6 separate regions of the Mus musculus genome follow, and all the other regions are linked to region 2. A link is a contact called in public HiChIP or PLAC-seq and promoter capture Hi-C data. All regions are on one chromosome and are shown on one strand. The core of a region is the stretch at or near the end of the contact, and the rest is flanking DNA. Distances in the headings are between cores, read along the strand shown.

Evidence for each region. Promoter capture Hi-C pulls out the DNA fragments that hold promoters and counts their contacts. HiChIP or PLAC-seq counts read pairs in DNA pulled down with a chosen protein or histone mark. Capture Hi-C pulls out chosen DNA fragments and counts their contacts.
Region 1: an H3K27ac HiChIP or PLAC-seq map of SST interneurons shows a contact between it and region 2, with 2.7 times the contacts expected there. The contact joins the enhancer-like site here to the promoter of Ccdc17 in region 2. A contact is called at or near these places in 13 of 39 promoter capture datasets (the 3T3-L1 cell line, 3T3-L1-derived adipocytes, the C10 cell line and 8 more), 1 of 15 datasets of contacts at CTCF or cohesin (the NIH/3T3 cell line), 7 of 484 Hi-C or Micro-C datasets (the AML12 cell line, the HPC-7 cell line, the P5424 cell line and 3 more), 17 of 115 datasets of contacts at active chromatin or transcription factors (the 230-238 cell line, the SCID.adh cell line, SST interneurons and 12 more) and 4 of 9 other capture datasets (adipose tissue, liver, macrophages and 1 more).
Region 3: a contact with region 2 is called in a promoter capture Hi-C map of the HPC-7 cell line. The contact joins the enhancer-like site here to the promoter of Ccdc17 in region 2. A contact is called at or near these places in 10 of 39 promoter capture datasets (the C10 cell line, the HPC-7 cell line, HPC-7-derived erythroid cells and 7 more), 1 of 15 datasets of contacts at CTCF or cohesin (the NIH/3T3 cell line), 1 of 484 Hi-C or Micro-C datasets (nephron progenitors), 16 of 115 datasets of contacts at active chromatin or transcription factors (the 230-238 cell line, the NIH/3T3 cell line, the SCID.adh cell line and 12 more) and 2 of 9 other capture datasets (adipose tissue and embryonic stem cells).
Region 4: a contact with region 2 is called in a promoter capture Hi-C map of adipose tissue. The contact joins the promoter of Zswim5 here to the promoter of Ccdc17 in region 2.
Region 5: a promoter capture Hi-C map of liver shows a contact between it and region 2, with 2.4 times the contacts expected there. The contact joins the promoter of Eif2b3 here to the promoter of Ccdc17 in region 2. A contact is called at or near these places in 1 of 39 promoter capture datasets (liver) and 1 of 9 other capture datasets (liver).
Region 6: an H3K27ac HiChIP or PLAC-seq map of embryonic stem cells shows a contact between it and region 2, with 6 read pairs. The contact joins the enhancer-like site here to the promoter of Ccdc17 in region 2. A contact is called at or near these places in 7 of 39 promoter capture datasets (the C10 cell line, the HPC-7 cell line, cranial neural crest and 4 more), 1 of 15 datasets of contacts at CTCF or cohesin (the NIH/3T3 cell line), 1 of 484 Hi-C or Micro-C datasets (embryonic stem cells), 12 of 115 datasets of contacts at active chromatin or transcription factors (the 230-238 cell line, the NIH/3T3 cell line, the SCID.adh cell line and 8 more) and 3 of 9 other capture datasets (adipose tissue, embryonic stem cells and pancreatic islet).

What each region holds. Positions count from the first base shown.
Region 1 is chr4:116,320,626-116,324,389 of GRCm38.p6, reverse strand. It overlaps Mast2 (microtubule associated serine/threonine kinase 2), which reads left to right. Exons shown (of 30, transcript NM_001369061.1): 11 at 1,917-2,126. Among named protein-coding and RNA genes, the nearest start is that of Pik3r3, 100 kb to the right of the region's middle. Within about 2 kb of position 1,904, at least 15 of the 459 cell types and tissues checked have an H3K27ac peak or open chromatin away from gene starts, as enhancers often do. A contact at or near this core is called in SST interneurons, where this site is marked.
Region 2 is chr4:116,594,657-116,598,719 of GRCm38.p6, reverse strand. Ccdc17 (coiled-coil domain containing 17) reads right to left here and starts at 1,990. Exons shown (of 13, transcript NM_001037916.3): 1 at 1,763-1,990; 2 at 1,619-1,687; 3 at 1,352-1,457; 4 at 1,120-1,282; 5 at 957-1,040; 6 at 759-877; 7 at 433-546; 8 at 93-220. The coding sequence starts at 1,933. C530005A16Rik (RIKEN cDNA C530005A16 gene) reads left to right here and starts at 1,090. Exons shown (of 3, transcript NR_029450.1): 1 at 1,090-2,878.
Region 3 is chr4:116,174,974-116,178,587 of GRCm38.p6, reverse strand. No RefSeq gene overlaps it. Among named protein-coding and RNA genes, the nearest start is that of 1700042G07Rik, 3.4 kb to the right of the region's middle. Within about 2 kb of position 1,272, at least 225 of the 459 cell types and tissues checked have an H3K27ac peak or open chromatin away from gene starts, as enhancers often do. A contact at or near this core is called in the 230-238 cell line, the HPC-7 cell line, adipose tissue and 9 more, where this site is marked.
Region 4 is chr4:116,875,503-116,879,569 of GRCm38.p6, reverse strand. It overlaps Zswim5 (zinc finger SWIM-type containing 5), which reads right to left and starts at 2,168. Exons shown (of 14, transcript NM_001029912.2): 1 at 1,507-2,168. The coding sequence starts at 2,110.
Region 5 is chr4:117,017,246-117,020,871 of GRCm38.p6, reverse strand. Eif2b3 (eukaryotic translation initiation factor 2B, subunit 3) reads right to left here and starts at 1,470. Exons shown (of 12, transcript NM_001111277.2): 1 at 1,396-1,470.
Region 6 is chr4:116,207,100-116,211,067 of GRCm38.p6, reverse strand. No RefSeq gene overlaps it. Among named protein-coding and RNA genes, the nearest start is that of Pik3r3, 13 kb to the left of the region's middle. Within about 2 kb of position 1,602, at least 24 of the 459 cell types and tissues checked have an H3K27ac peak or open chromatin away from gene starts, as enhancers often do. A contact at or near this core is called in the NIH/3T3 cell line and embryonic stem cells, where this site is marked.

The DNA of each region.
Region 1 (3,764 bases), core at 655-3,154, 270 kb after region 2:
ATTAATTGTAGATGTAGTTAAAACGGCAGCGAGAATAACCATGACAAGCTCAGAGAGACGCCAGGAGACTGAGGTGCTCAGACCTCCTTCATCCTCTCTCTGTCCAGGCCTCCCTGAACAGTCTGTCTGTTCCTACTTGTATGTGCTTCTTGCTGCTCTTGGCCTTCCTTCCTTCCTTCCTTAAACTGTACACTCTTCTTCATACACGTGACAGCTGAGGGAAATGACAAAAGTGCTCTCCTTTTCTCTCTTGACATATACCAGTGACGCCTTGTAACAGCGACCTAGGCTGTCTGCATTCATCTGTGTCCCGTTTATCAGCTGTGCGATTCTAGACAGATCATTTGATTCCCTGGAGCTTCATTTGCCTCATTGACAACTCATAATAATAGAATTCTACTAGATCTGTCTCATACGAGGATCAGTGAACACTGGTTTTCTAACAGTTGGTGGACATGAGAAGTATGAGTAACTATTAGCTATTAGTTTGTTTAATCTTTTCTCTGTTCCACATTGTAGCCTTGAAGTAGACACAAGAATGAGAGCAAAGAAAGAAAGTGCAGGAAAGCAGCTAGGAAGTTCCATAGTGTGCAGTGTTGAGAAATGTATCTTGCATGCCTCATTCTCTATGTGCAGAGATGTGTATTGGTATACACCTAGAGCTGTGTGTTGGTATTTATAGGTATTTCTGTGTCCTTCATCTAAGATAGGCTTTAGAGAAGATGTGTTAAGATTTCTTTCCCGGGACTGGAGAGATGGCTCAGCGATTAAGAGCACTGACTGCTCTTCCGAAGGTCCTGAGTTCAAATCCCAGCAACCACATGGTGGCTCACAGCCATCCGTAATGAGATCTGACGCCCTCTTCTGGCGCATCTGAAGGCAGCTACAGTATACTTAGATATAATAATAAATAAATCTTTAGACCGGAGCAAGCGGGGCCGACCAAAGCAAGTAAAGGTCCTGAATTCAAACTCCCAACAACCACATTATGGCTCACAACCATCAGTACAACTACATTGTACTCATATGTACATTAAATAAATCTTTAAAAATATATATTTCTTTCTTTTCTTCTTTCCCTGCTGCTGTCCTTCTTTAAAAATCCCTCTGTACACAGATAAACTTTTGTGTCAACATATTAGGATACAGAAGTCACCATCTAGTGATAAAGAGAAGTCAAAGTCTGAAAGAGGCAGTTGTTAACTTGTTCACTAGTTTGTCAACTATGTTTGTCAGTTTTCACATGGCTGTATAGTTAGAGGCCCAAGAGAGTCCCGAGCCAGATCTCCATTCTGCTCTTCTGGGGATCTAGGCCAGGGTCATGTTGCAATCCAAAGTCCTCCATCCCAGCTTACCTTCCAAGACCAGGCAGGACCATACCTTTGATACATGTTCTCTAAGCACCTCCTGTATTCAGTGTGAACTTAGGTTAAATCTGAGAACCCTGTGATAATGAAACCTTCTGACTTGCCAGATGTCTTACATACAGAAGGTTCAGAAACCAATATCATCTATGCACTGACTTGTCCAGTCAGGAGACCAAGTCACCCCAGAGGAAAGAGAACCTTTGTTTCCTAGGAAGTCTGGGGAATTCATGATACTTAGGTGAGATGAAGAGCAACAGGAACTTGTAAGGAAGGTCAACCCCAAAAAAATGGTGTAACAAAGGCATGAAATATGGCTAGGCAGAGACCAGCAAACCTTGTATGCCTGCAGAACCAAAAATCGTACAGTATAGGATATGGCAAGAAACAGGCAAAAAGGTGATGGGGGCCTTGAGTCTGGTCCTGGGACTGTCTGCCTTCAGTCATTCGACTTCCCGGCGTCACATAGGCACACAGAGAGCCCATCCTTCAGAATTCGCTGCAGCTAAGCTGGGACTGAAAGGGAATTCTTTTCTTTTCTTTTCCTCCCAGGCCACTGCACAGATGGAAGAGCGACTAGCTGACTTCATTTCCTCTAACACTCCAGATAGTGTGTTGCCCTTGGCAGATGGAGCACTAAGCTTTATTCATCATCAGGTGATTGAGATGGCCCGAGACTGCCTGGATAAATCTCGGAGTGGCCTCATTACGTCACACTATTTCTATGAACTTCAAGAGAATTTGGAAAAGCTTCTGCAAGATGTAAGTGTCTTGACGAGGAATGTAATGACACTTCCACAAGGTCATCTCGGGAATTGGCAGTGAGCTCACTCTTCCAGCTGCTGGCCACAATCAGGTCTCCTTGCCAGTGAATAGGAGTTTCCATGTTTGGTACTGATGATCTGATGTTCTTCCCACGGCCTTTCCATCACTAAGAGAAGCCTGCTTGGTTTCAGAGGAACTCAGTTTTGTGAATGGTTCTCTAAAGCCAAAGCTGTATTACTCTGTCTGAGACTCCAACATGGGTAGTGTATAATTCCAGCATTGGTATTATGTATGAGTATTTGACTTTTTACCAAAATATGTATAGGTATTTGACTTTTTACCAAAAGCAAAAAGTTGCATAGAGGTTCACCAGACATGACGGCCCACACCTAGTTCTTGGGAGGTGAGGCAGATCCCACTGAACCTGACTGGTCTATGTAGTGAATGCCAAGCCAGTCTGGGCTATATGTAGTGAGATCCTATTTATTTCAAAACAAACATCATCAGCATCATAATAACAATACAAAATACAGTAGTGGATATATGGACTGTGTTTTACTGAAAATCATTTGTTTAAGCACAGCTTCCTAACTATCCTCAACCCAGGTGAAGCAGGCCTCAGGCTTATCCTATGAGCAAGTCCATTAACTGATACTTTATTAGCACAGTGATAGACTTTGACGTGAAAATGTGAATCTCTTCAGTATAAAAAGTCTCTGGGGCTGGAGAGATGGCTTAGTGGGTAAGAGCACTGACTGCTCTTCCCGAAGGTCCTGAGTTCAATTCCCAGCAACCACATGGTGGCTCACAACCATCTGTAATGGGATCTGACGCCCTCTTCTGGTGTGTCTGAAGACAGCTACAGTGTACTTATATAATAATAAATAAATCTTTTAAAAAAAAGTCTCTGGGAGGAACTGAAATGATGACTCGGCTGTTAAAAGCACTGGTTGGTTTTCCAGAGGGCCCAGGTTCAACTCCTCGCACCCATGTAGTGGCTCACAACAGTCTATAAATAGATTTTACATCTCTGAGAAGCTGGAGAGATGATTTCCTGATTAAGAGCATGTACTGCTTTGCAGAGGACTTGTGTGGTTCCAAGCAACCACAACTGTCTATAACTCCCTGGCCTCTGCAAACACCTACATTCATGTCCACATACAAACCTATACATATAAATAAAGAGAAAGAAAATTTTAAGTCTCTGAAAAACAAAAGACAGAATAATCCAGAGGGGGGGGGGGGACCAAAGCTTCCACTAAATTCTTAAGCACTGCCTTCCTCAGCCTCTCAGGACAGTTGACAGCATTAACGCATTTGAGGTAAGAGCTCCTGGTCTCCAAGGTGCTTCATGCCACTAAAGTAGTGAAGCGCCCCTGTCTCCTCTCAACTGAAGATCCAGAGCTAATGTTCAAACAATGAATGGCTTCTAGAAGACTAGCAGATCAGTCTCTATACCCATGAAGATATAACTGGGTAGGTGGTAGTTACAGTGAGAAAGTATTCTTTAAATATGTTTTAAAAGTAATTTTATCTATAAAAATTCTTCCTCTGATTCCAAAATGGATACTTAGTTATAAATGTTACATAAGAGCAAGTTGAGAATGCCAAATTCCCATGAGAAGCAGCTGTTTC
Region 2 (4,063 bases), core at 741-3,240:
AAAAGAGTTCAGTCCTACAGAACTGCAATCTGCCCATGATCCCCAAACTGCATGTCAAGCCAGCCATCAACCCCGAATGCTGTCTTTCTCACAGTCTTTGAAGTGCCATGGAAGTTCTGGGCTTTTGTGGAACTTGTAAGTTGTGGTATTGGGGGTGCAACCAGTGGAGGGAGGAGGGAGTTATCACACCTACTCAGGTGTCCGGGGAGATCCCTGGATCCTAGAAACAACAACAAAGTGGCTTGAGCTGGAGGAAGCAGCAAACTGAGTAAGTCAGAGGGAGTACAGGCTCATAAACCAAAGATACAAAGATAGCTGTATTGACAGAAACACGTTACAGACATGGACTTCATCCTCCCGACTTGGTCCCTTCACCCCTTCAGAGTTGGGTTCCCTGGGATTGTCTAGGGAGAGGCTGTATTTTTCACTGACCCCAGGGCGACAGACTCAGGACTTTCTGCTTCTGCAATGCCAGGATTTCTGCCTCCAGGAGCCTGTTTTCGGCTTCCACCGTTAGAACCTCCTCAGAGGCGGCACTTAGTTTTTCTGAGATGAATTAAAGTGATCTGTCAAGCATTATGTAGTAATCCAACTTTAAGGGTTTCTGCACAAGCCTGGATTTGTCATCTGGCAATGGGTTTTCCTTCCTTGGGCTTACGTGCCTCCCATTCTAGTGGTGCTCTCCCTCAAGCCCTTTTCTCCTTCCAACTCTAGGACCATCAGTGTAGAAACCCTCTATGATAGACCCTTTCGTTCACCCTTGCGGTTTTGCGACCGCTGCAATTCCAGGGCTGACGCTTCCACTTGCAGCTGCAATATTTTGTCCAGAACTTCTGGGTCCCGGCCTCCACCGTGCACGTAGGCTTCACGTAGGATCCTAGCAAGAAGGCAGCAGAAAGCGATCTCCCAGACTGAACAGACTCCCGATCCTGTCCACCCAGGGCCGGGGTCCTCACCGGATCTCTGCAGCCAGCGTTTCCGGGTTGAACCGCAGGGGCAGGTAACAGAATTCCACTGCCCTATGGGTGTCCTGCAGTTTTCTGGCGCAAGCAGATGATGTCACTGACCCGAGCCCAAGGCCCCGCCCGCACTCCTACCAAAGCTGGGCCGGCAACTCACCGAGGCTGAAGCTGGAGCGCCTGGAAATGCGCACCTAGCGTTTGCAGTGCTCCCCGGGTCCGGTTGGCCTCTTCCTTGAGTTCTCTGAGCTCGCGCTCCAAGTCGAATGGGCGGGGTAATCCTCCCTTGGGTCCCGCCACGCTGTGGAGGCGCCGTTTTAATTCTGAGGGACAAATGGGCAGAGTCAGGGTGAGTCCGAGCACAGCGACAGGGCCGAGTCCTTACCTCTCACCTTCGCCGCGACGCTCCAGCGCCCGGCTCTGTGCTTCTGTTTCTGCCATGCGTCTGGCGCGGGTTCCCTGCAAGACTCGCAGCCTCTCCCCAGGGCTCCCTGCAGTCTGGGAAGTGAGACCCTCAGTCGCTCGGGGACCTATTTTCTGTAGGGACAGCAACTGCACCTGCAAATAACTCGGACCCGCTATTTCTGTACTGGGTGATTTCCAGCATGTAAATCTCTACACATGTAAAGTTGAAGTTTGTAGTCATGATTGGTGTGTACCTCCTCTGTCAGCCTCTTTAGAGCAGATGTGCTGGCTTCCTGATCACGGCTCTTTTCTTGTGCCATGATCTGGTGGCGGGGAGGCAAAAAACGTAAGAATAATGATTGATGGAAAACCTACCCCTGGCCACTGGCGGCCCTTACCTTGGTGCCTCGTTTGATCGCGACTGAAGGCTGTGATTTAAGTGTTACCTCCGGAGTCAGCCGGCCAATGCAGAATCGTTTGGTGTGTGTGGCCAACAGAGCCCAGGAGCGGAAAACCATATCACAGGATTCACAGGATAAAAGTCCTGATTCCCCTGAGTAATCGGCCATGGAATGGAATCTCTTATAGACACCAGCGTCCTACAGAGGATGTGACAAAAGAGAAAAGGCGGACTGGACAGAAAAGAGAGAAAAGGGACAAAGAATAGACCAAGTCTGCTAAATCGCCAGGTCCTTCAAATGTATGTTTATGTTTGGGGAGGTGCCCTAGCTCCCTGGGCAGCGAGTACAGGCTTAGGCAGGCCTGGGCAATGTGCCTGGCCACCTTTGGGTGGGGCCCAGGTGTGAAAATGTCAGTTTGTTCCACCAATTACAGTGAGTTTGGCCAAGTATTTAATTAACTGCGGCTTTGACTTCATTGCCTATTTAGCCTCTGATAGGCAACTGTCATCTGTACCACAGCTGTTCTCTAAAATGGACAGATTTCAAGCTAGAATTCTCCACTGTAGGGAACATTTCCGCACAAGGTAAACCTCATATTAGCAGTATGTCTTTGCATAAACCCATCTTTTACAGAATTAACACACCACACAATGGAATAGTCTTTCTAATTCCCATTCTGGGACAGGAATGATCTGAACCTTTCCAGTAATGAGAACTGGGAGACCCGTTGGGGAGAATACAATTTGTCAGATGGATACTACTTGTGAGTTAAACGAGCTCTTTCTGCTGGTCAAGTTATCGTCACCTTTACACAGATCTGTAAAAGCAACGTTCATCCTCATCTCCTAGGCGAATCTATGCCTAAAATGTTTTCAGGCTCTGAGACTATTGAATAAACTCACTCTAGCTCTTCCTCAAAGCTGGCTGACTCAACTCAGCTGTTCTGTCTCAAAGTCCTCTCTGAACTGGTTCAAACCGGCTTCTCTTAGCTTCTCATTGAAGTGCTCTACTTGGTGAAGCTGCCTCTAAACTACACTCAACTGAACTAACTCCAAGATGGATTTTCCCTGCACTGCTCTTTTTTTTTTTTTTTTTAAGATTTATTTATTATATGTAAGTACACGGTAGCTGTCTTCAGACACACCAGAAGAGGGCGTCACGGATGGTTGTGAGCCACCATGTGGTTGCTGGGACTTGAACACTGGACCTTTGGAAGAGCAGTCGGGTACTCTTACCCACTGAGCCATCTCACCAGCCCCCCTGCACTGCTCTTAAGTAGCATTTCTTTCCTGAGTTGGGCTTTGCCCATCTGTGGAGAGCTTTGTGGGGCCACTTGGCTGGGATTTGACATTAGGCCAGGACAAGGAAGTAAGCTCAGGCAGGAATCTAATTTGGCTAGAACAAAGTAGTAGGCTTAAGGCAAGAATTTTACTTTGGGCTAGGACAGGGAAGTAGGCTCAGATATCTTGGTCATCCTGATAAGCACTTAGAAACAGTGAGCTTGGGAGTTTTATTGTCTTGCTTATTCTCCAGCCTAGAACTGATCTTATTATTTGCATGTAATTAAAATGATATAAAAGCAAATTGGGGGAAAAAAAATAAACCTACTTCAGCCTCAGACCTTGCTGAGTTCATACTACAATGAAAATTGCCTTTTTTCTTTTTAATCCTCGCTCCTGAGCTGATCTCTCTGACTCATTTGGTCAGATATTTCTGATTCATCACACTAAGGGCATGTCTGTATCCAGCGAGGTCATACAGACATCTATCTTTTGGATGTGATCCTTTTCAAGAGCAAACATGTTCCCTGATTAAAATTCGTCTACACAGATCCATGCACCTCATTTCTGAAGCAGCCTTTCCTCAGTAAGACAGAGCTGTTAAGGTAGTTCTCTCCAAACATCCAAAGAGGAGCAAGTTACACGATGTTTATGTGCTCTGAAACATTATATAAAAGGCGAGCATTCTCTCCACTGCCTTAATAAACTGTTACTTCATAGATTTAAAAGATGCTTTTTCTTTTTTAGTGTATGGGTATTTTGCCTGCACGTATACCAACGCATTCAGTTCCCAATGAGGTTAGAATTGGGGTGGCTTAGGTTATGATTGCTAGTTGCATTTTGAACCGTAGCCAACTGAAAGAGCAGCTAGTTGAGTGCTCCATGGGGCCATCCTTCCAATTCCAGCAGATTTAGAAAAATGGGCTACATGAGCATTATACTGAAAGTGTTACCTTTTGTGGTGGTTTCAGGTAGTAAATCGAGGGCCTTGGCCATGCAATGCAAGTAAATGTTCTGC
Region 3 (3,614 bases), core at 23-2,522, 420 kb after region 2:
CAACTAATTCAGAAATGTCATTGGTTGAGGTTAACACCAATCATGGGGAAGCTGAAAATACCAGGGATGGTCTGGTGTGTTAAACTCCTTGATATCCCTACACCTTTTTTCTTTTTTTCTTATTCCGTTTTTTTGGTTTTTTTGTTTGTTTGTTTGTTTGTTTGGTTGGTTGGTTGTTTTTTTTTTGTTTTGTTTTGTTTTGTTTTTGGCTTTTTTTTTTTTTTTTTTTTTGGCTTTTTCGAGTCTTTTTCTGTTTTTGAGATGAGCGTCTTGCTCTGTAGCTCAGGCTGGTGTTAGACTCATGAACTCAAGCGATTTTTCTGGTCAAGCCTCCCAGAGTCCTGAGACTCTAGTGGTGTGGCACCACACCCAAGCGTGATTCTTTCTTTAGGCTCTCCCATTGTTTTTACAGTTCCACTCTGTCTCCACCTGCAACTCTCTCCCCCTGTCTTCATGGACAAAGTCTGTCTCTGTCCAGTTTATTGCAGGGTTATTATTCCAGTCTAACCCCATGTATCCAGGGCTGTCTGCCTCTCCCAGTGAGCACACCAGGGAGCTGCTTCTCGAATCTGCGGCAGAAAATGTGGCTTAGGCATCCACCTGACTGTGAGACTTCATTGACACCTTAAACTTCTGATTTAAGCATACTCTAACGTGTGTGTGTGTGTGTGTGTGTGTGTGTGTGTGTGTGTGGTCTGAGGTTCAATAGATTATCCAGCCTCTAACATTTTATAGTAAAACAACTCTGTGGACTTTATGAATCCAGAATTTCACTACTTTTTTGTGTTTAATGAATGTTGTTGATGTGGTAACAGCAATCAGCACCCACTTGGCCTTGGCTTTTGTGTTTATTTTCTACAAGTTGCAAGTCTCAATTCTGGGCTATCTTTCTGTGGGTTCCACTAAAAGCAGAAGGAGGAGACAGCTAGGGGAACAGAGAAATTTTCCATTCGTCCTGGGACTACAGGGCAACCCAGTGCTAACCCCCAGCCAGCACTAGGTCTACCCTAGCTCCGTTTAAGCTCCAGAATCTGAGGGCAGCAGCAAAGTCATCTCCTTTCCAGTCCTTTCTTCCTCCTTGCCTCATTGTCCAGTGGGAGAGAGTTCAGTGGGAGACTGCTGCTGCTGAATGGGTAACCGGAGAGGGAGAGTTAAGGGCGCAGGGCAAGGAGCCAGGGGAGGGGACACAGCGATTCCCTAGGGAGTTCTGTAGCCTTCCCCAGAGATGAGGAAGGAACAGAGGCCGGAAGTGGGGGTGTGGGTAAGAGCAGTGGTAAGGGTGGGGTGACCAGTATTGCATTGTGGGCCTGGAGCTGGTTTTCCGGTGATTGACCATTAGTGACAAGGGAACTCCAGCCTCCTGCCCCAGGGACTGTCTGGTTCAGCCAGACCCTATCCTTTGACTGTTTGTCCTCCAGCCTGAGTCAGACTCCCAGAAAAAAATGATTTTAAAAAGCCCCTTCCTGCGGGGAATCTCTGGCCAAGAAAAAAAAAAAAAAAAAAAAGGAACCATGACTGTTAAAACATTCATTACACTAGGGTTTAGGGTAAAACAGGGGTGCCCCGAGTCCTGATCTCAGAATGTTCTTCATCGTCCCTGAAGAGGATGACGTGCTCCAGGCCACCTCCCAGGAGCAATCTGGACCCCCTCCTCCAGCCCTTCCGGCAGCACAGTTCTGCACAGCACAGGGCTGAAGCTGCCAAACCCGATTTTCCGGTGGCTGCCCAAGGCTGGCTAGAGCAGGAAGCCCTCCTCCTGGCATGGACCCCTCAGGCTACCGTTCTCCTCCCCCTCACCTGATTCCCTGCCTGGGCTGTGCCTTCTGCACCTGTGCCAGCTGTCCCAGTGCGCCCACTTCCTCCTCCTGCTTACCGTCTCCCCTGGGCCGCTTTCCCTGGCACCATAAGGTGTGGGCCAGTGCTAGCCCCTCTAGGATTCAGTCTTCTCAATCTCCAGATGGAGAGCAGTGGCCTTCCCACATAGCCGACTCAGGGGAGGGGTCTAAAAGTGGAAGTGACTAGCAGAGGGCCCGGGGTTTGCTGGGTGGGTTGGTGCAGGGTTGGGAGCACAACTAGGGAATGAGAAGGAAGTGCTGCTTCTGGACACCTCTAGGTAGAAAAGCTGGAGTGAAGGGGGTGGGTGGGTGAGCTCCCTCTGGATTCCTTCTGTTATCTAACCTTTGGGAGATGGAAGAGAAGAGAGAGACAGACGTCATCCTTGAAGCTGCCAGGTTCCCCGTGTTCTGTCTCCCATTGAGGAAGATGTCTCATTTTGTCTTCACCTGTCTCATCTCCAACACGAACACCTCCCTTAAACACAGCAAGCTACAGTCTGTAGCTACTGATGCTACAGACTGAGAGGAAGCACAGTCACCCGAGGAGTGGCAGACCAGCCAGGTCTAACCCAGGTACCTGCTCTGGTTACCCCACAGCTCAAGCCCCCTCCTCCAGTCTGGAGATCAGCCCCGTCCTCAGCCTCCAAAGAACTCTGGTTGGGTGAGAGTCTGTGAATTGCACCCAATCATGCAGCAGGCCACCTAAACTAAGGAGTGGGTACTCTCTGGCTGTTGCTATCTCTGAGAGCCTGGAGGGAGAGAATTGGGAACCTGGAGGAGGAGGGGTAATGGAGGAGAAGTCATTGCAGATGGAGCTAAAAATAGCTAGAAGAGATGATGTCATCGAGTTCCCTCTGCTTATCAACCCCCTCATACACATACACAGAAACACACACACACACTCTCTCTCTCTCAAAGACACAGATACACAGATACATAAACAAAGGTGTGTGTGCACACATTGCATACACTGATACTGGGGAGGGAGGTATCTGGGCCTCAGAGCTGAAAGGCAGGGAAGTCTGGTGAGTGTGTCTATGCGTATCTGAGTTTGCATGAGTATGATTGCATGTGTCTGTGTCTGTATACTTGTGAACTTGTGTGTGGGTGTATGTATGTTTATGTCTGTGTAGGGGCATGTTTCCTGCAAAGGGGTGGCTGGGTATCTATTGGATTCTTGTTAGTGCTGATCTCTGTTTATAGATCCGTTTGTCTGGATACATACATATATTTGCTTTTTATGTTATATACCTGTGAGTTACTTATATTTACATGTCCATATTTGTTTATGGACTATGTCATGTGTTTGTATGTACAGAACCCCCTTGTGGACCTTGGACACCAGTCCAGCCACCTTCTAGCTGGTATTAATGTCCAGTAGTTTGTTTCCATCTCAAGGAGCCCAGCACACCCAAGACCCAATGTAACTGTGAATTGTCTGCCCCAGGCCTCCCCTCAGGATCCCACACTCTGGCAAGCTTACAGTAGATGTACTTAACTCAGTTTTCCTCTCACAAGAAACAAATGATGTTAGCCAGGCTTCATAAATCTTAGAGGAGAGGCCACCAAAGGTCTTAGGGATTACCCCCACCCCCAACTCTCATACTAGCCCATGAAAAAAATCAACACTTTAGAGACAAAGACCCTCACAATGTTCCTACCACTAGACACAACCTCATGGAAACCTATTTAAACCCGATGTCACATGGGCATGCATTCAGAAATCCAAATGGAAAATCCCCAGGCCAGACAGAGTGCAACACCCTCCCCTTTTCCTGG
Region 4 (4,067 bases), core at 919-3,418, 280 kb before region 2:
ATTTATAATGTTTTAAATAAGAATCTTTAAAAGTTAACTGTCCTAAGCTCTCAGAAAGATTAAAGCTTATAGATTAATAAAATGAAACACATTAATTTTCATGTTTTCAACACTTCAATATTAAAGCTGTCTACCCTAATTGCCTATTTATCCAACTCATTCTTTCTAAAATATACACAAATACACAAAGCACTAGCATCTTTCAAATAAGCAGAATGAATATTCATTTCATATTTATTTAAAAATTATAATATGCTTTTTAAAAATACGACAGAATCTATTCATTCTTAATAACTAGGAGAGACTGTTCTATGTAAGAAACTGTGATGTACTAGTTTTCAAAGGAAAATAATTCCAAATATGTTGGTTTTACCTGAAGAGAAGACAGCTGGATGTTTGGATTTATATATATGCATGTGTCCCTGAGCCTGTGAAATGTCCTTCATTCAACTTTAGAGAAATCACTATTTCCCTTAGTAAATATAAGCATATAGTGTACAATAATGTGCATAGAGATGTGCACTTCCAGAATGCTATAATAATTCAAATAGGACCCCCCATAAATGTTTTAATATTATGCATAGCAAATCAATGTTAAACAATGTCGTTTCTTTCTTCCTCCGTAATCATTTCACAAATCAGGTACACTTTAAATACTTAATAAGATTAACAAACTAACTAGACGCTCAAGAGAACGAGTAGATTTTTTAAAATCAGTTTCCATTTTTGTACAAACAAAAAGATAAAACAAAAGCGAATACGAGGACGCGTTAAATGAAAGCATTTGAAACATCCAACGTGACTGGCTTTTGATTTACCCCAGTCTGACAAGGAAGGCAGACCCCGCCCCCACTCCAGATTGTGTAGCTTTTTTCCCCCTTTCCCATGGATGGGGGTGTAGAAAAGAGAAGCTGTCACATTTCCATCTTCCGTTATTGTTAATCTGCAGCCTAGATTCCCAGGCATCACTGGTCGGGGGGAGGGATATTAAAACAGACAATTTAAATTGTCTAAAATGCACAGTATTCTGTTGCTTTTTCCGATGTGAAAGTTAATTACACTCAGATTCAATCTGCTATAACTACAGATTGACTGTGACAGCCTGTCCCTCAAACATTCCCTCTAAAACCTATTGCTCCCTTTCCCTCCTTTCCCTCTAAACTTAAATCAGTAAAACGCGTTTCGAAAAGGGCACATCACACGGTTATTCCTTTAGTATGAGAGTATAGGGGGGAGAGAGAGAGAGAGAGAGAGAGAGAGAGAGAGAGAGAGAGAGAGAGAGAGAGACCTACTCGCTCTTCAAACAAAAAGAAAAAGAAATAGGGCAGCCGGTAGGGGAAAGAGCAGTAGTGGACCTGAAGGAAACCTTGGGAAAAGTTTTTTATGCCACTTTTTTGTCCTTGGCGGGGATGCCGGAGTTGGGCAGAAAGCCTGGGTTTTGACCCAGGGCTTGGGAAGGCACCTGCAGAAGAGGCAGGGGGCCGAGAGGGGCCGGGCAGCACCTACCGACTTGAAGCACGTTCTCCACGGAGCCGCTGTCCAGCAGACGGATGCCCCGGCGGAACGGCAGCCCCTCGCCGCCGCCGCAGCCGCCGCTCGCCGTTCCAGTCCCAGCGCCCAGCCCGGGGGACGAGCCCGCCCCGGCGGCCCCGGGGGCGGAGCCGGCCGGAGCGGCGGCCCCGGGGGGTGGCGGCGGCCCCTCCTCGACCGGCGAAGCCCCCGCCGCGCCGGCAGCCGCGCCGGCTCCCGGGCCGCCCCGGTACTGGAAGCTGGAGTACATGCAGATCTCCCGCTCATTCCGCGGGAAGGACCAGTAGACGATGCGGCGCTGCACCGGCTCCGGGATCCGCTCGAAGCGCTCCTCCACCCGCTCGTACGCCCACTTTTCCGCCACCGTCTTGGCGGCGCAGTCCAGCAAGGACTCCGGCTGCAGGTGGGGGCGGGCCCCGGGGGCCAGGCAGCCGCCGCCGCCGCCCCCCGCCCCTCCGCCGGCTGCCCCGGGAGTCCCGCGGGGGTGGTGAGCTTGCGGGCTGGGCCAAGAGCACAGCCTCTTGGCCGGAGAGATCGGCGGCGGCGAAAGCAGCTCCTCTCGCTCACCTCCTTCCGCCATTGCTGGGGACTGACTGACTGACTGATTGAGGCGGAGGCGGCTGCTCGGGCTGCGGCGGAGACCCCAGCCACGGCCACGCGCCCCGCGCAAGCGCCCAGCGGCGGCGCTGTGGGGAGGGGGCGGGGCGAACGAACCCACGAGCCCGCCGGCCCGAGTGGGAAGCCGGGGCGCCGGTCCCGTGCTCGCGCCGCTCGGGCCGGCGCTGGTTGGCCTGAGGACCAGCGCGAGGCGACGCGCGCCGTCCGGGGCCGCCGCGGGCGCGAGGAGACGCGGGGGCGAGCACAGACTGCGGGCGCGCTCCGGGCGCAGCCAGCCCGGAACACAATCCGAGCGCTCGTGCGGGGCCGCGGGCCGCCAAGGACGAGGAGCGCCCGGCACCAGGTGCCTCCGGCGCACCTGCGGGCGGGCGAGGATGGCCGCGTGGCCAAATGAAAAGACCCGGCCGCCAGCTGTCGCCATGAAGTAACAGGCTTGAGGGGCATGAGGAGAGGAAACAACTCCAGTGAGGCTCCTGCAGCAGACAGAACGGACAAGCGACTGTCGCAACCCAAGGGGCACCAACCAAGCAGAAAGATGCTAAGAAGGAAGCCACCGGGTGGGAGTAGAGGGTAGAATCAAAAAGTTCGCGGGATGAAAACTCTCCCCGTGTCACAATATAGGACAGCATCGGCGTCCCCGCCGGCTCAGAAACTGGCTAAGTCCATCAGCCAGTCCGAACAATGGGGCGCCAGGACCTCACTGCTGAGGCAGCAGCACCCTCGTGGGGTTCTTTGAGGGGTTTAGCACCTTGCATCCTACAGGGGGCGGGGGGGGGGGGAGGAACCAACACTTTTGTGTAGTTTCTGATAGAATTCTCTGATCCCTTACCTCGGGTTTAAATTAGGATTTTCATGTTTTTCTTGTCCGTCTTCTATTCATTCCCCTGAATTTACCTAAAATTTAATGCGTCTTTTGTTATTTGATGTCTAACTGCCTAACTCCATAACAATGAAGGTCATGTCCATTTTCTTCACTGTGGTGTCCCCTCACCCAGGTACATTAGTGGGTACTCACGAGTGACAACTTCAACAGTAACTTCTTCATAAACACGGAGTTGTGACATAATCACTACAACTTTTAAAAAGTTCCAGGAACTGTATTAGAAAACATCCTATAGCTGAGTTCAGCTAGAGAGAGTAGTACAAAGAACGAATAAGAGAAGGTAGACTGCAGCCAAATTAGTTTGGTTTTGCAGTAATCTCTGAAGAAAAGAGCTCCGGCTATAACCTAGATGTGAATCGCTCTTAATGGTCGTGTGGTGCTAATCACGACTCATGATTTGTAAAAGGAAGCTGACAACAATATCTGTGCATATAGCATGTAAGAATTAAATATGTGGTCAATTGCTTCTTTCATAAACATTTTCAAAAATAATATTTCAGAAATAATATGATATTATTTCTGCAAGTATAATTGAATTATTATGAAGTATCAGTCTCTGCTTAAATGAATCTTAAATGAATCACCTACCACAGTCATGGGCTTTCATAATGCCCATTCTTTTCAGAATTGTGTGTGTGTGTGCGTGCACACGCACAAGTACGCCTGTGTGTGTCTTCTTTAATGTCAGTCTCCTTGACTCCACTAATAGATTTGTAAAGACAGAAATCATTTCTAAGTAAGGGATGATTATCACCTGCCATAATTCTTAAAAAATGAAAGTTGCTTGAAGAATATTGAATTTTTAAAATAGAAAGGAAAATGATGATAGACAATAGGGAAGAAAAGAACATTTGATTTTGAATCAGCCAGTGTGTTACTTTGATTTAATCAGTTGTTGACAAGCATGATTAAAAGACCATGAGACAGGAACAAAAACTGTTACTTAAACATAGTAACAGTAAAGTTTGAATTAAGCAAAAAATTTTGAGGACACTACAAAGTAAAAGAATAGCATATCTGAGCCTGTGTTCCTGGT
Region 5 (3,626 bases), core at 221-2,720, 420 kb before region 2:
TGAACCTAGGTCCTTTGGAAGAATATACGCTGCTTTTAATCACTGAGGCACCTCTCCAGCCCCCTATAGGTCCTTTTTAAGTGGACAGGTATTATTACGCTGTCATAGCTAGTGTGATGGCCTTTCCTAGATGTGACCCTCACTACAGATCAGTACATGCAACCTGGTGGTTCCAGACTCTAGAACCACTTCTAGAGGTCATCATATTGATGCTTGTGAATCTAGTGCCAATACCTGGTTATAAAGTGTGAATTAACCTCCTGGGCTCAAGTGATTCCCAGTCTTACCACCTTAGCAGCCAGAACTGCAGGTCTACGGCTACTCCTGCTTTAGGCTGGTTTTCTCCTGGGACAAGTAACCAAGTAGCAAAACTCTTTAAAAAGACTCTGCTCAGAAATCATCTTGCATAGCATGAAGCTACAACTAACTTTTTGCACACCAATGATGGGACTTCTTTCACCTGCTGCTTCTACTATACTCTGTACGGACTGTGTCAACCTTTATAGGCTTCACTGCAGGCATTCATTTAAATGCCTATTAAGAGTGAGTTCCTTGAAGTTGGGGACTATGTGTTGTCAGGATACACCCAGTCAGATGCCAGATACTATATGTGGAATGAGCATCTGTGAACCTCACAGCAACCCCACATTAGTGTTAAGCTCAAATGTGTACAAGAACACATTTGGAACCCAGGTGGCTAGAACCTAAAGTTCCTGTTCTCAATCTCTGGGTTAAGGAGGAAAAAAAAAAAAAAAGACGCAACCTAAGAAACAAGAATACTTATGAACCTAACCAATCATAAGGCTAGACTTAAAAGTTTCAACTTTACCGTCGTGACTCCCAATACCAAGTCGATGAGTCTCACCAGCCTCCAAGTTTTACAGGAGGCGTTTACAGAGTCCCAGTCATGCCTTCCTCACAGTTGCCGTCTTCTGTCCTAAATTGTAAGATCGGCTACTGCATTGTAATTGGTTTGCCAAACCTTTGCGCGCTGCCTAAAAGGGCCTTACTGTATCCCATTTAGTCCCTGCCTTGAGCCCAAATAAATGTGGGACGAATAAATAATGTGGAAACCATGTCAGCAAGGCACCAAGGGAGTCTAGTGCTCACTCGGTGTGACTTCGGGCAGAACTGTCCCTCCCTGAAACTCAGTTTTTCCATCTGTTGCACAAGGCTTGGACTCTCCAGTCCCCCAGTCGGGACGCATGGCTCTACGGCCAGGGCCGGCAGTGTCTCGCCCGGCGATTTCGGGAGCGCAGTCCCTGTCTGCCTACTCGGGTCCTGCTCGGCTAGCTGGCCTCCCTCACAGGAACCCGGCTTTCCAGCATCCGCGCGCCGCTCTCCCTGCTCAGCCAGCTCGTGCCCCGCCTGGCACCGCACTAGCCCCGGCTTTACCTCAGCTATCCGCACGCCGCAGCCTCTCCCAGCGCTCCCCACGCCGCCTCTGGCTGACAAGCCAAGAGCGCAGGCGCGCGGTGGCCGAGCGGTTCGATACGACGCGCCGACTCAGGAAGGAGGAACGAGTGCCGAGTAATAGATGGCAGAAGGCAAGGATGCTCTTGCGGAGCGTGCCGGAGACCAAGCGACCGACGAGCCGTGGCGTGGAGTTTCTGTATTGCTGCCTAGTGCTTGTTAAATGTCCCCTTCAATCTCTAACGTTTCGGAGTTGCCATTCTAAATCCCAGCCTCACGGCACTGTAAATTTGGCTTGTCAATACTTTTTGTTTTGTTTTGTGATTTTTTTTTTTCAAGACAGGGTTTCTCTGTGTAGCCCTGGCTGTCCTGGAACTCACTCTGTAAACCAGGCTAGCCTCGAACTCACAGAGAACCGCCAGCTGCAATCTCCCCTGCCTCTGCCCCCGGTAGACTGGGATTAAAGACCTGCACCAACACTCATAGAAGATTCAAGAATTTAAAAAAACAAAGCAAAACAAAACACCTACTAAATTCCCTTGCAAGCCAGCGGTTGGTTAGGCTTCTAGTGTGCAAGATGCCTGATTTGGCCTTTGTGTCAGCAAACTTTAGCCATTCAAACAATAAATTCATTTCTGATAGTGTGAGAACCGGACTTAGAGCGTTTCTCCCTGGGAGGTAAAGCCCCTAAAACATTCCCCCAAGCTTGTTTTCCCTGTTCTCTAAAAATACAGCTAGAAAGAAGCTCTTTGTTCTCTATAGCCAGCAAAAAGCCTTTTTGTTTCTATACCTTACAACCAGAGATGCGATAATTGTAATTTTACCAAGGATACCCGGCAGAGAAGAGCTGTTGAGTTATTGGGGTGCGGGCCAGCTCATCCCGGGACTTGAGCTGAGGCCCAGCTTTGGGGGTCTTACAATAGCACTTAATGGTTTGAAGAGAGTAAGTCGGGTTGAGCCTTGGGAAAGAGCCTTGCAAGCTGACTAGACAGCAAGTGCAAAGATCCTGCCCGTGGTGGTGAATGCCTATAATCCCAACACTTGGGAGGCAGAGGCAGGCCTATGTCTGTCAGTTCGAGGCCAGCCTGGTCTACAGAGTGATTTCCAGGACAGCAGGGCTACACAGAGAAACCCTGTCTCAAAAAACAAAAAAACAAAAAAACAGCAACAAACAAACAAATCCCAAAAGAAACCCCGGAGTTCAATAAAGAGTAGGAAGGGCACTGCAGCAGAAATAAAGTGAGAGGGGAAGTGGGTGAGTAAAGGCTACCAGAGGGAGCCAGATGGAGGAGACCAGAGAATTCAGACCCCACCGGCTTGTAGGCTATAGCAAGGAACATAAGTTTTTTCTGTGGAATGTATAATGAACATAACGTAAGAAAACAGAGACAGAAGCACTCTTTTTTAATAGCTTCTTAACTCAGATAGCACAGGAGGAAACAAGCCCCATGGTGTCTGCAGCCCAGGGCCTACAGTCCTGTCTTCATATTGGCATATAAAAGCTTTTAGTGTGGTTGTGCATGGTATTGCATGTCTGTGATCTCAAAGGCTGAGGGAGAAGGACTGTAAATCCTGAGCTAAATAAGGAGACCTGTCTCAAAAGTAGGAGTGGGGAGTGGGGACACCACAACGGTGACAACTTAAAGGGAGCATGAGTCTAAACTGGAATTTCACAGTCTGAGCCTAGGCCTGGGCCTGGACCTTTGATTGAGCCTTGGCCTTGACTCAAGCTATTTTGAATGATTGCTTATTTGATCAGAAATTATTGAGCAGATGAACATTATATGACAAGTTTTGTCTGTTGTTGTTGTTGTTGTTATTTATTACTATTACTATCATCCCTTTGAGATAGAGTCTCACAAGGCCCAGGCTGTCCTCAAACTTTATACCTGAGGCTGGCCTTGAGCCCCTGGTCCTCCTTTATCCACCTCTTGACTGGTGGGATTACAGGTGTATACTACCATAGCTGGCTTATGTAGCACTGGGTATCACACCCAGCGCCTGGAGCACACTAGACAAGTACTCTATCAACTTTACTATGTCTATAGCCAACAAGGTTTTGAAAGATCATGGAAGTTTCTAAGTCAAGAAGTCTCTGGAAACAAGGAAGGAGACCACATAAAAAGCAGTGATTGCCTGAAATACCCCAAATATCCAAGCTACCCTAAAATCCTGAATTTAGACAAATCTTAAAATTGTGAGAGAAAAAAATA
Region 6 (3,968 bases), core at 353-2,852, 390 kb after region 2:
AGACACTACTTGTCCTAAATAAGCCCACTATATCATAAGGGAGTGTTACAAGAACAAGCAACAATTTCCATGACCTCTGTGCTTTCAAACTAACTCATTCTCTCTAGGGCCCTAAAACCAGGACGAGACAGCACCCTTTCTTGGCCCTCTCAGGTTTTGTTTTTTGTTTGTTTGGGGTTTTTTTCCCCCTCTCTAACAGCCTAGCTCTCTTGGCCTCTCCCTGGCTTCTGACTGCTGAGTCTTAACCTCATGATTCTGTTCTTGTGGAATTCACTGCAGGCTTTATTCCCCAACCACAACTGAAACACATCCCTTGGATTAAGTCTTCTTTTCCAAGACAATAGAGGAATTGAGCCCAGAATCCTAGCTTGATATGGGGCTTTGTGGTTGCTGTTTCTGCAGTGTTTGCCTAGGACCCTGCAAATAAGAACCAGGCAGTACCCATCTCACCCGTGAATTGCTTCAGTTCTGAAACGCTTAACTCAATAACAGACCACTAAGACTTCTCTGTTTTGTTTGTTTTTTTTTTTTTCTTCTCTTTTTCTGACCAAGTCATATATTGAGGAAAATGATTATACCCTAGTACCACTTCAGCCAGTTCTATCTAACAATCTGTGTATACGCCTTAAGCCCAGAAGCTCTAAATATGGCCTTAGTTGAAAAAGAAGTCTTCAAAGGTGTAAGTAAAAATCTTGCAAGGAGATTGTCATAGGTTCAAGGTGAATTATCGATCCAGTGACAAATGTCCTTGTGACAAATGGGAAGAAGTAGATCTGAGACACAGCCATACACAGAAAGCTGTTTGAAGACAGTGGCAGGGGTCAGAGCAATACCTTTACAAGCCAGAAAGCACCAAGAATTACATGGCAACCCCCAGAATCTAGGAGAAGACATGCATTCTCTCTCAGAGTCTCCAGAAAGTCCTAACTAGTCCTGCCTACATCTTGGCTTTGAACCTTTGGACTTTAGCCCTCCAGTATTATGAAAGAATAAGTTTCTATTGTTTTAAGCCAGCCAGTTGTGGTAAGACACTATCGCAATCCTAGAGAAGTAATACCACAAATACCAGGCCGTCTTCTTCTTCTATATATTTTTTTAATGTTTAGAGACAAACTCTTATGCTGGAGCCCAAGCTGTCTGGCCCTCGGACTCGACTCACTGTAGTCTTCATATGTCAGCCTTCCAAGTGTTGGGACTAGAAGGGTAAACCATCATACTCCGTTCCATAATTTTTAAAATATTTTCCCATTTAGTTCATTTGTTTATTTTTAAATGGTGTCATGCTCTGGGACTGCTAGTGCACACCTTTAATCCCATTACTAAAGCGGATGGATCTCTGTGAGATCTAGTCAAGTTCTACACAGTGAGACCCTTGGGGGTAAGAGGGGTACACTTTTATAATTTTTTATAAGAAAATAAGTGAGGATGTTTTCATATATTTTCTTCTATGTATCTGAATGATTCGTTCATTTCAAGGACCCTCCAGTCTAGATCAGGTAGCCCAAAGAGTATCGCTTATGGATTATGGCCTGACACTGAATGAAGATCATGTCCTAGGCTGGTGAGTCTATTATCCCATTGTAGTGATGCCTTCAACATGAAATCTCCTTCCTTAACTTGCACAGGACTTTGCTCCTTGTCATAGGTGACCCCACCCAGGCCAAGTTAATTAGTTTTCCTTTCATAAATATTTTGAAATAGTACTCCCCCACCCAAATTAGACTTTTAAAGGATTGGACTTGACAAAGTATCAACCTCTGGAGCTGGCTATGGGTACTGTTCACCCTAACACTGAATTTCAAAGGAAACTACTCTTAAGGAAACCAAAGAAGGCAGGGCCTGGTGGAACTACCTACATTTCCAGACATAGAGATCACAAGGTCAAGGACTTTCTGAGCTACAGAGTGAATTCGGGGCTAGCCTTGTCCAGTGAAAGCCTGTCTCAAAACAAAAAAGTAAAAAGAAGGCTAGGAGGCAAGATCTTTAGGAGTTCAGGATCAACCTGGACTACATAGAGAGTTCCAGACCAGCCAGGATACATAGCATGACCCTGCCTCAAAAAGAGGGGGGCAGGGAGGGAGGAGGTCTGAGGATATGTAGAAGAATTTCACAACCAAAGACCTTCTAGGTCTGTGTGATCTGGCTGGAATGCAGACACACCTTTAGTACACACCTTTAATCCCAAACAATGAAGGTAAAGTTTAGTTTGTAGAAGGAAGCACCCATGTTTGAAAGTGATGTCTAATTGAGTGGTAGACAAAATGTTGAAGCAGAGAAAGATTTGATAGAATTAATATATACTCAACTCCCAGGAAAACAAGAGAAAAAAAGAAGCTACATAGCAGTGCAGAGAGAGGGAGGAGAAAGGGCAATCTTACTAGGACAGTTGTACAGAGACAGGTTACAGAGAGAGAACAACTAGACACAGGTGAAGACAGAAGGAGCCAGAGAATGAAGAGTCAGAAGTTTAGCAGATGGCTAGAGGCAGAGCTAAGAGAAGCCAGAGTGAATCAATCTTAGAGGTGAGTTTGAGCTAGAACAGCTGAGTTAAATCAGCTAGCCAGTGATCAGAAAGAGTAAGAAAGGGTGGGCTAATTCAACAGCAAGTCTCAGAGGCTGAAAACATGCTAGGCCAAGATTAGGTTCTATGGCGGCTTCTGAAACTAGGCCTAGGCTAGCAGTAAGCCTCTGAGATGACAATTACATCAGGCAAGTAAGTAAAAGATACTTTTACAAGGATAGAGTTGTATGACAGAGTGCTTATCTAACATGCATAAGACCCTAGGTTCAACCCCAGTGTTGAAGATGGAAGGAAGGAAGGAAGGAAGGAAGGAAGGAAGGAAGGAAGGAAATCATATGAATAGAATAGAGTTAAAAGACTGAATGAATACATGGAGTAACCAGTTTCTTGAGTTTCTTTGATTTGAATATGGCTGATTCTTCAAAGTTCTCCTGCTGGAACCCATCATTATTGTGACACTATTCTCAATAGCCAAATTATGGAATCAGCCTAGATATCTACGATCATATCAAGTCAACATACCTCCAGTTCTAGGAGTTCTAATGCTCTCTTCTGGCTTTTACAGGTGATGGCCAGACATATAAAGTACAGACATACATTACAGCTAACACTCATGCACATAGAATAAAAATAAATCCAAAAATTTTAAATTGTTAGACAGGGTTTCATTATGTATCCCCAGCTAGCCTCTGCCACCGTAGGGCTGGTTTTAAAGACATATACCATTATATCCAATCTCCTAAGAAAAATATTTTTTAAAAAAATGGATGGATGTGCTATTGTATTGTGAAATAATCCAGAGTGGGAGTGAAAGCTATGAGCCTTTTCCCCCCTCTCCTATATGTAATCTAGAGTTTTACAAAAAGACATGAAAGTTAACAGGGGGACTAACAGGAGATAAAAAGGAAAGAGAGCAATGGAGAGATGGATATGATCGAGTATAGTATATACTTGTATGAAAACATCACAATAAAACAAGCTCATGTGCTGGAAACTTGATCCACAATGTAATTGAGAGGTGGTGTCACCTTTAAGAGTAAGGTGGAGTGGAAGGGAACTAGGTCATGGGGCACGAATCTGAGAGACAGATTAAGGCCCATCTCAGAGCCTCCATTAGACCTCAAGAGAGTGGATTAATTGCCTTGAGTATGAATTGATACATTGTGAGTCCAGCATCCTCCATTTCCTCTCTTGCTCTCTCTCTCCTTTTTGTTTTGTTTTGTTTGTTTGTTTTTGTTTTCTTTTGGTTTTTGGTTTTTGTTTGTTTGTTTGTTTGTTTGTTTGTTTTGAGACAGGGTTTCTCTGTGTAGCCCTGGCTGTCCCGGAACTCACTTTGTAGACGAGGCTGGCCTCAAACGCCTGCCCCTGCCTCCCGAGTGCTGGGATTAAAGGTGTGCGCCACCACCACCTGGCTCTTGCTCTCTCTCTCTTATAGGCTTACTGCTCT